Linked DNA regions of Mus musculus: region 2 is linked to region 1. A link is a contact called in public Hi-C data. All regions are on one chromosome and are shown on one strand. The core of a region is the stretch at or near the end of the contact, and the rest is flanking DNA. Distances in the headings are between cores, read along the strand shown.

Region 1 (3,279 bases), core at 391-2,890:
GTTTAGCCCCCATATCCACCATCTTCCAACTGGATGGTCTGCTCTGGAGGGTGGGGTTGGCAGTGGGTCTGGTTCATTCTCTCTCTCTCTCTCTCTCTCCCTCTCTCTCTCTCTGTCTCTTTCTCTCTCTCTCTGTGAGATCTGCCTGCCTCTGCCTCCCGAGTGCTGGGATGTGGGTCTGACTCTTAAGCTCATTCTTCTGAAGCCAGTTTTTAGCACAGTTGACTAAGAAGGCTCAGGCCAGTGGCTTTACATCATGTTTAGCCTTTTTTAATCTTCTAGCCACCCCATAAAGTTCCATACATTTTCCCTATCTTATATCTAAGAAAAGGAAGACTCAGAGAGGTATAGTATGAGGCTTAGGGCCACACAGCTGGTAACAGGCAGAGCTAAGATTTGAGTTCAGCATAGTCAGTCTTCTAAATTGTAGTTACTTCAAGCACCTCTCTTGAGGCCTGTGCTTTCTGGCTCGTGATCAGGTTACCCTGCTCTGAGACAGCCCAGCAGTGTGGCATGGAGCAGTGGGCCAGAGCCTTCTTGGGCACTTTCTGACTGTGTCCTAGGAAGGTGCCACTTCTCCTCTTGCCCTTTACTTGCTGGTGATGTATGGCATGACATCATCTTGGGTGGTTGCTGGTTATAAGTAGCATGTGTAAGCCATGGCTGTCATGCATTGACTCAGGCAGATACTCTCAACATGGAGGCTCTGCCTGGGCATCCCTGGCTGGTCAGGTTCATCCACGGGTCCCATCTCACATGTATATCACATGGCTGGCTGCCAATAGGATTGAGTGAATGGCAGCCTGGCACAGTATGTACCACCATTGTAGCCATTCATGAGATCTTAATGCTTAGGAAGGAGCTAGGCCTGCCAGCAGTTGAGGGAAGCTGTCAGAATAAAGGTTTGCCTGTCTCATGAAAGCGAACTTGTAAACCTAATGACTGCTGGGCTGTGGAAGAAGTGTGTCATCTGGGTTTCTCACTTGCAACAGAACTCTCTGGAAGGACAGTTGGCATCTCCCCGTTGCCGTGTGGGGGTGGACACGTTTTATGTGACAGCAAGGCAAGAAAGCTAACAGTGATCTCTGAGGAGTTATGCTCAGCTTAACCCTTTGAATTGCTACAGCTTTAACATCAGCTCCGGGAATACTCGCAGATATCTCTCGCTGTCCGTGTTCTCTCTGAAAATACAAATGACTTGAATGTCTGAGGATTTGGTAAAGCATTGGTGTTAACAGGGATAGTCAGAGTGTGCTCAGGTGCTGGGGGGAAGGTGGGAAGTTTGTCCCAGGGCTCAGATCCATGTCTCCGAGACAGGACTCCGTGTGAAGAGCTGTATGTAGAAAGCTGTCCTGTCCTGTTCCTGTCACGCTACTCTTTGATAGAATGTTTAATTGAGGCAGGTTTTCTGAGAGCATTGTTTGAAGTAACTCAGGGGTAGAAGGTAGTGTTTCCCCCCGGGATTCCACTTCCTGCTGCACATTGAAGGCAGTTGTTGTAGGCAGTGTTCTGATGCATTTGCTCCTGCCCAGTAGAGCACTCCAGGATTCCTTGGCTGCGAACCCCTCCTACTCCAGTGGAGACCAGCAGCACTCAGCCAGCCCTTTTGGCTGTGGGCAGCAGGGTGGCGCTAGACACCTGGCTTTTAGTCCCCAGGAGGCTTGCCTCTCCAGGCTGTTCTGAGCTCCTGTTTTGTGTTAGCTGTAGAATGGGGCCCCATAATGAGGTTGGGGGGTGGGAGCAGGGAGAGGCTGATGAGCCTGATGCAGAAGCTGTGCCCTGTGGGGACCTGTACTGAGCTCCACAGGAGAAGAACTCCACTGCACAGACAGGCGTGCTGCGTGCTGCCCGTGTGGGGGAGCCTGGCGCTTCCCCAGCAGGTGTCCTCCTTCAGATGGACTTGGAGCCTTGTCCCTAATGTTTATTGCCTTTCTTCTTTAGGGATAGCGATCTGCAGGTCAGGCTTATTTGCGAGATCCATATTACTTCTGATTATTTATGAATGGATTGGCCAGGGGGAGGCAACCAACTCGATTAATTCATCAGTGAGGCAGCTGGAAGGACCTGTGACAAATAGTGCAGGCTGTCATTTGGCCAAAGATTGTCTGTGCTGGGATTGTTCCCCCAGGATAACCATGATGACAAACATAATTGACATTTTTTATTAACCCTGAAATGATTAAAGATGCTGTTGCTGAATTTGTGTCAAAGTACCCAGTCCCTGGCATTTTGAGAGGACTCGGTGTGGGGCCAGTAAACAGCCTGTGCTTACTTCCTGTTCATCACTTTAATCAGCCAAGGCAGACAGACAGAGCCCTGCCTGATTTGGTCCTGAAACCAGGCCAGAGACAAGACTCTGTTTTCCAGAACTCTCTGGCATCACCGTCATGAACACACAGGAGGCACTCTGTTCAACAGTCTACTTAGTCATTGGTTAGCAGATTCTGACATTCCAAGGTGTGGGCTTGGGGGACTTTCCCTAGGAGCTGCAGTGGCAGGTGGAGGCACAGGCAGATTTGGATGGGGGGCTATGTGCTGTTTGGGGGCAGGATAGACTGTCAGACTGAGTGGGCGAGGGAGCCGTGTGGGGGGCAAGTGTAAAGAGTAAATTTTGGTTAATGTATAAATGAATGGATTTAATTACATTTTATATGTGTATATCATTGTACTTAGCTCCTATCTGATCCCTCCCTCATTTCCCCTGGTCTCTGGGTCTCCCCCCCCTCCCTCCCCCTCTCCCTCTCTCCCTCCCCCTCCCCCTCACACACATACTTTAAGTGAGGTACAGTGGTGTGCTCTTTAATCCTAGCTGTCAGGAAGCAGAAGCAGGTGGATCTCTGAGTTCCGGTCAGCCAGGACTATATGGTAAGATTCTATCTAAACAAACAAACAAACAAACAAACAAACCAGAAGCACCACCACTACTACCACCAAGAACAACAACAACAACAAAAAACCCATCAACAACAAAACTACAAAGAAAACAAAAGCCAACCCCCCCCCAAAGCAGACCGTGTTTGCCTGAGTGAAAGACATGCACCATGCGTGCTCTCGCCCCCCTGCTTGCTATCCTGTTTGCTTAGATTCCTCCCCACACGTGCCTCTGTTTACTCTTATTTTAACCTACATTTTATTTGTGAGGAAACATGCAAGGTCTGTCTGTCTTTCTGATTCTGTCTACTTTAGTTTAATGTGACAATTCCCAGTTCCATCCGGTTTCCTGTGACAGAATTACACTCTCCTCCTCTCTTTAGTGAGGCAGGATCTCTCTGTGTAGCC
Region 2 (3,279 bases), core at 266-2,765, 800 kb after region 1:
GGATGTCTCTGGTCTCTGTCGTCAGTCCTTGGCTGAAAGCAAACATCCAGAAGCAGGGGTTCACACCTGGATTCCTGGCCCCCTCCCCCCCACACACACACACACTACCAGCCCCATAGTCTGATTCAAGTGCCGGGGACATGAAAAGATACCCTTTTCTATCCTTCTAGGGTCTCATGAGCCCCACCCCCTTCCAGCTCCATCTGTACAAGCTGAACCCCCTAGGGCAGAGGCCAGATCCTGGGATACAGCCTGTGCCCACGCGCCTCTCATTGCTGGGCCTCAGCTTGGTCACGACTCGGCAGGGTTGACTCAGACAGAGCCCGGAGCAGGAGACTCATAAATTACATAATTACCCATGAAACCTGCCGCCACCGCTCTCTCCAGCCGGGAGGGACACGCTCCGCTCAGGCTCTGGCCGGCAGTGACTCACTGTTCTCCCCAGAGCCTCTGCCCGCCCACCCACACAGCCACCTCATCTGGGCTAGCTGGGCAGGAGGAGGGGGACCTGGACTCCATCCCCCCTTCTTCCTGTTGTCAAGACAAAGGCAGGCAGGCAGGCAGCCCCCGTCTTGCTGAGAGGGCTTAGGTGGGGGCACCTGCCCCTCTAGCGTCCCTCTGCAGCCCCCTGGTGGCACTTCTCATAGATGGCTGCTTGTGACACAGGAGGAAACTGAGGCTTGGGAGATAGCCTGTCTCCTGTCCCTCCTGTAAGGTGGCTTTGATTACAGCTAATCAGACCAGCAGAGAGACCCTTGAAGTCTCCAGCTACCCCCATCCCCTTAAGACTTCTAGCTCAGACTTCTAGCTCCTTCCCCAGGTCTCTTAGGTAGAAACTGAGTGCACCTTTGAAAAACAGTTCAAAAATGATCATGCACTTGACAGACATGACAGGCAGAAGGTGGCCTTTCCAACCCACATGGGATAGGGTGAGGTGGGGGGCTCCCCAGCAGAAGGACACCAGTATATAGGAGAAATAGCTCAGCCAGTAAGGTACTTTCCATGCAAGCATAAGGACCTGAGCTCAGAGCCCCAGGACCCATGTAAAAGGGCAGTCACAGTAGTATGTACCTGTACAGTCTATAACCTCAGCATGCTGGGAAGCAAGGACAGAGAGATCTCTGAGCTCAATGGCCAGCCAGCTTAGCCAAGTCAGGAATCTCCAGACTGTGTGTGAGAGAAATGTCTCACACACACACACACACACACACACACACACACACACACACACACACTAAAATCGTGTGGAGAACCATTAAAGTGCCTGCTGACAGGAGCCTGGTATGGCTGTCCCCTGAGAGGCTCTGCCAGAGCCTGACCAATACAGATGCAGATGCTCACAGTCAAGTGTCAGATTGAACACGGGGTCCCCAATGAAGGAGTAGGGAAGAACCCAGGAAGAACAACAAAATCAACCAACCAGATACCCCTCCTCCCAGCTCCCAGGGACTAAACCACCAACCAAAGAGTACACATGGAGGGACCCATGGCTCTAGCTGGATATGTAGCAGAGAGGATGGCCTTATCTGGCTGGCATCAATAGGTGGGGAGGCCCTTGGTCCTGTGGAGACTCGATGTCCCAGCGTAGGGGAATAATAGTAAGGAGGAGAGGGTAGGAGTGAGTGGGTGGTTTGGTGAGCACCCTCATAGAAGCAGGGGGAGGGGGTTGAATGGGAGCTTCCAGAGGAAAAACTGGGACGGGCATAACATTTGAAATATAAATAAATAAAATAACCAAAAAAAAAAGTATTAGTGCCCATGTCTAAGTCAGAGTCTGATTCTCACAACCCACATGGTAGAAGCAGAGAACTGATGTCAGCACACCGTCCTCTGACCTCCTCCGTATGCTTGCTTTGACATGCATGCACACAAGATAAACAAACAAATGCAACGTGAAGATTTGTGAAAGCTCACGGTGATGGAAGGCACCTCATGTCAATCAACCCTGACCTCCACGTGCACGATCGCATGCGCACACACACACTCAATTAGAGAAGAAAGTGGTGTCTGACGCTGGATAGACGGCTCAGTGGCTACACCCATGCCTTATTTCAGAAGACCCAGTTTGATTCCCAGTACCCACATTAAATAAAAATAAGCCCAGCAGCTGAAGAACCTAAGTTTAAAAAAAAATAAACAAAATAAAATGCATCTTTAAAAATAAAGAAATGAATAAGTAGATAAAGCCTGCCTGCCTGACTGTATAGACTTCAGGGCTCTCCTTGTGTTATCCTCCACCGGTATTTCTGGCTTTCTCATCTCAGCCTCAGTTTCCTTAGGTACACATTGGGATCAACTCCATCCTCCTCACAAACAGGATAACTAAGGGGAAATTTTTTTGGCAGTGCTTTAGGCTTTCTTTGACTTGAGGGCTCCCTCCAAGGCTCTTCTTGAGTTGGGCACCCCCTTTAAGGTTCTCATTGGGTTGTGGCTCCCTCCAAAGCTCTTACTGACTTGACAGTTCCACCCCAAATCTCTCACTGAGTTTAGGATACCCTCTTTAAGGTTAATTCATAGACTGTTACAACCCCCACCCCTCAGTCCAGAATCAGACAACAGTGTCCCTTGACTCCTCACGAAAACACAGAGTCGAATTTTGAAGCTTGCCTATATCCGGTGACTGTGCACTCCCAAGCCATCTTCCCAAGATACCCTTCCAAAGTACCCCTAGCAAGGGACAGAAACCCTCAAACAGAAAAGACACTATGCTCCAATCAGCATCTGGGTTCCAACTAAACCTCCTTGGATGGTTCTGGGGGAGCAGGCGATCCCCCAGCGGTAGACCTGGGCCATCAAGAGACCCTCCCAGGCAGATAGAAAGATGGCCCAGTGGTAGAACTATCCAGTGCTTCCTAATACCCTGAGTTCAATCCCCAAAGCCATGATTTTTTTAAGGGCTGATGTGCACCTGAGGACCAAGATTTCTGTGGGGGAACCCTAGATGAGGTCGGAAGGTGCAGAGTAACCCAGGATGTAGGCAGAGCATCTGATGACAAGAATGGAGAGGGGCTCAAAAAATGGAGACAAGTGTGTACTGTGTCAGAAACTGGGTTAGAAGAAAGGGACAGGGTTCAGGTGAAGGGGTTAGGAATGTGGCCCAGAGGGTAGAGTGCTTGCCTGGCATGCATGCAGCTCTGGGTTCAATCCTTAACACTGCATAAAGTGGGAGTGTGGCTAACACAGAGAATTCCAGAACTCTGAAAGCTAAAGGAAGAAAGGTCAGATTCATCTTTGGTTGCAGAGCCAGCTCAAGGACAGCTGGTGTTACATGAAACCCTT

What was found. Hi-C and Micro-C count contacts between places; a contact is called where the count stands out from the background.
Region 2: a Hi-C map of the N1E-115 cell line shows a contact between it and region 1, with 4 times the contacts expected there. The contact joins two enhancer-like sites. A contact is called at or near these places in 2 of 39 promoter capture datasets (the 3T3-L1 cell line and cranial neural crest), 1 of 484 Hi-C or Micro-C datasets (the N1E-115 cell line), 4 of 115 datasets of contacts at active chromatin or transcription factors (the NIH/3T3 cell line, differentiating embryonic stem cells, embryonic basal ganglia and 1 more) and 1 of 9 other capture datasets (embryonic stem cells).

The regions. Positions count from the first base shown.
Region 1 is chr12:108,952,336-108,955,614 of GRCm38.p6, forward strand. The region is part of intron 2 of Wdr25 (WD repeat domain 25); the gene reads left to right. Among named protein-coding and RNA genes, the nearest start is that of Wdr25, 60 kb to the left of the region's middle. Within about 2 kb of position 1,641, at least 50 of the 459 cell types and tissues checked have an H3K27ac peak or open chromatin away from gene starts, as enhancers often do. A contact at or near this core is called in the N1E-115 cell line, where this site is marked.
Region 2 is chr12:109,749,551-109,752,829 of GRCm38.p6, forward strand. No RefSeq gene overlaps it. Among named protein-coding and RNA genes, the nearest start is that of Mir3072, 3.3 kb to the left of the region's middle. Within about 2 kb of position 1,516, at least 3 of the 459 cell types and tissues checked have an H3K27ac peak or open chromatin away from gene starts, as enhancers often do. A contact at or near this core is called in the N1E-115 cell line, where this site is marked.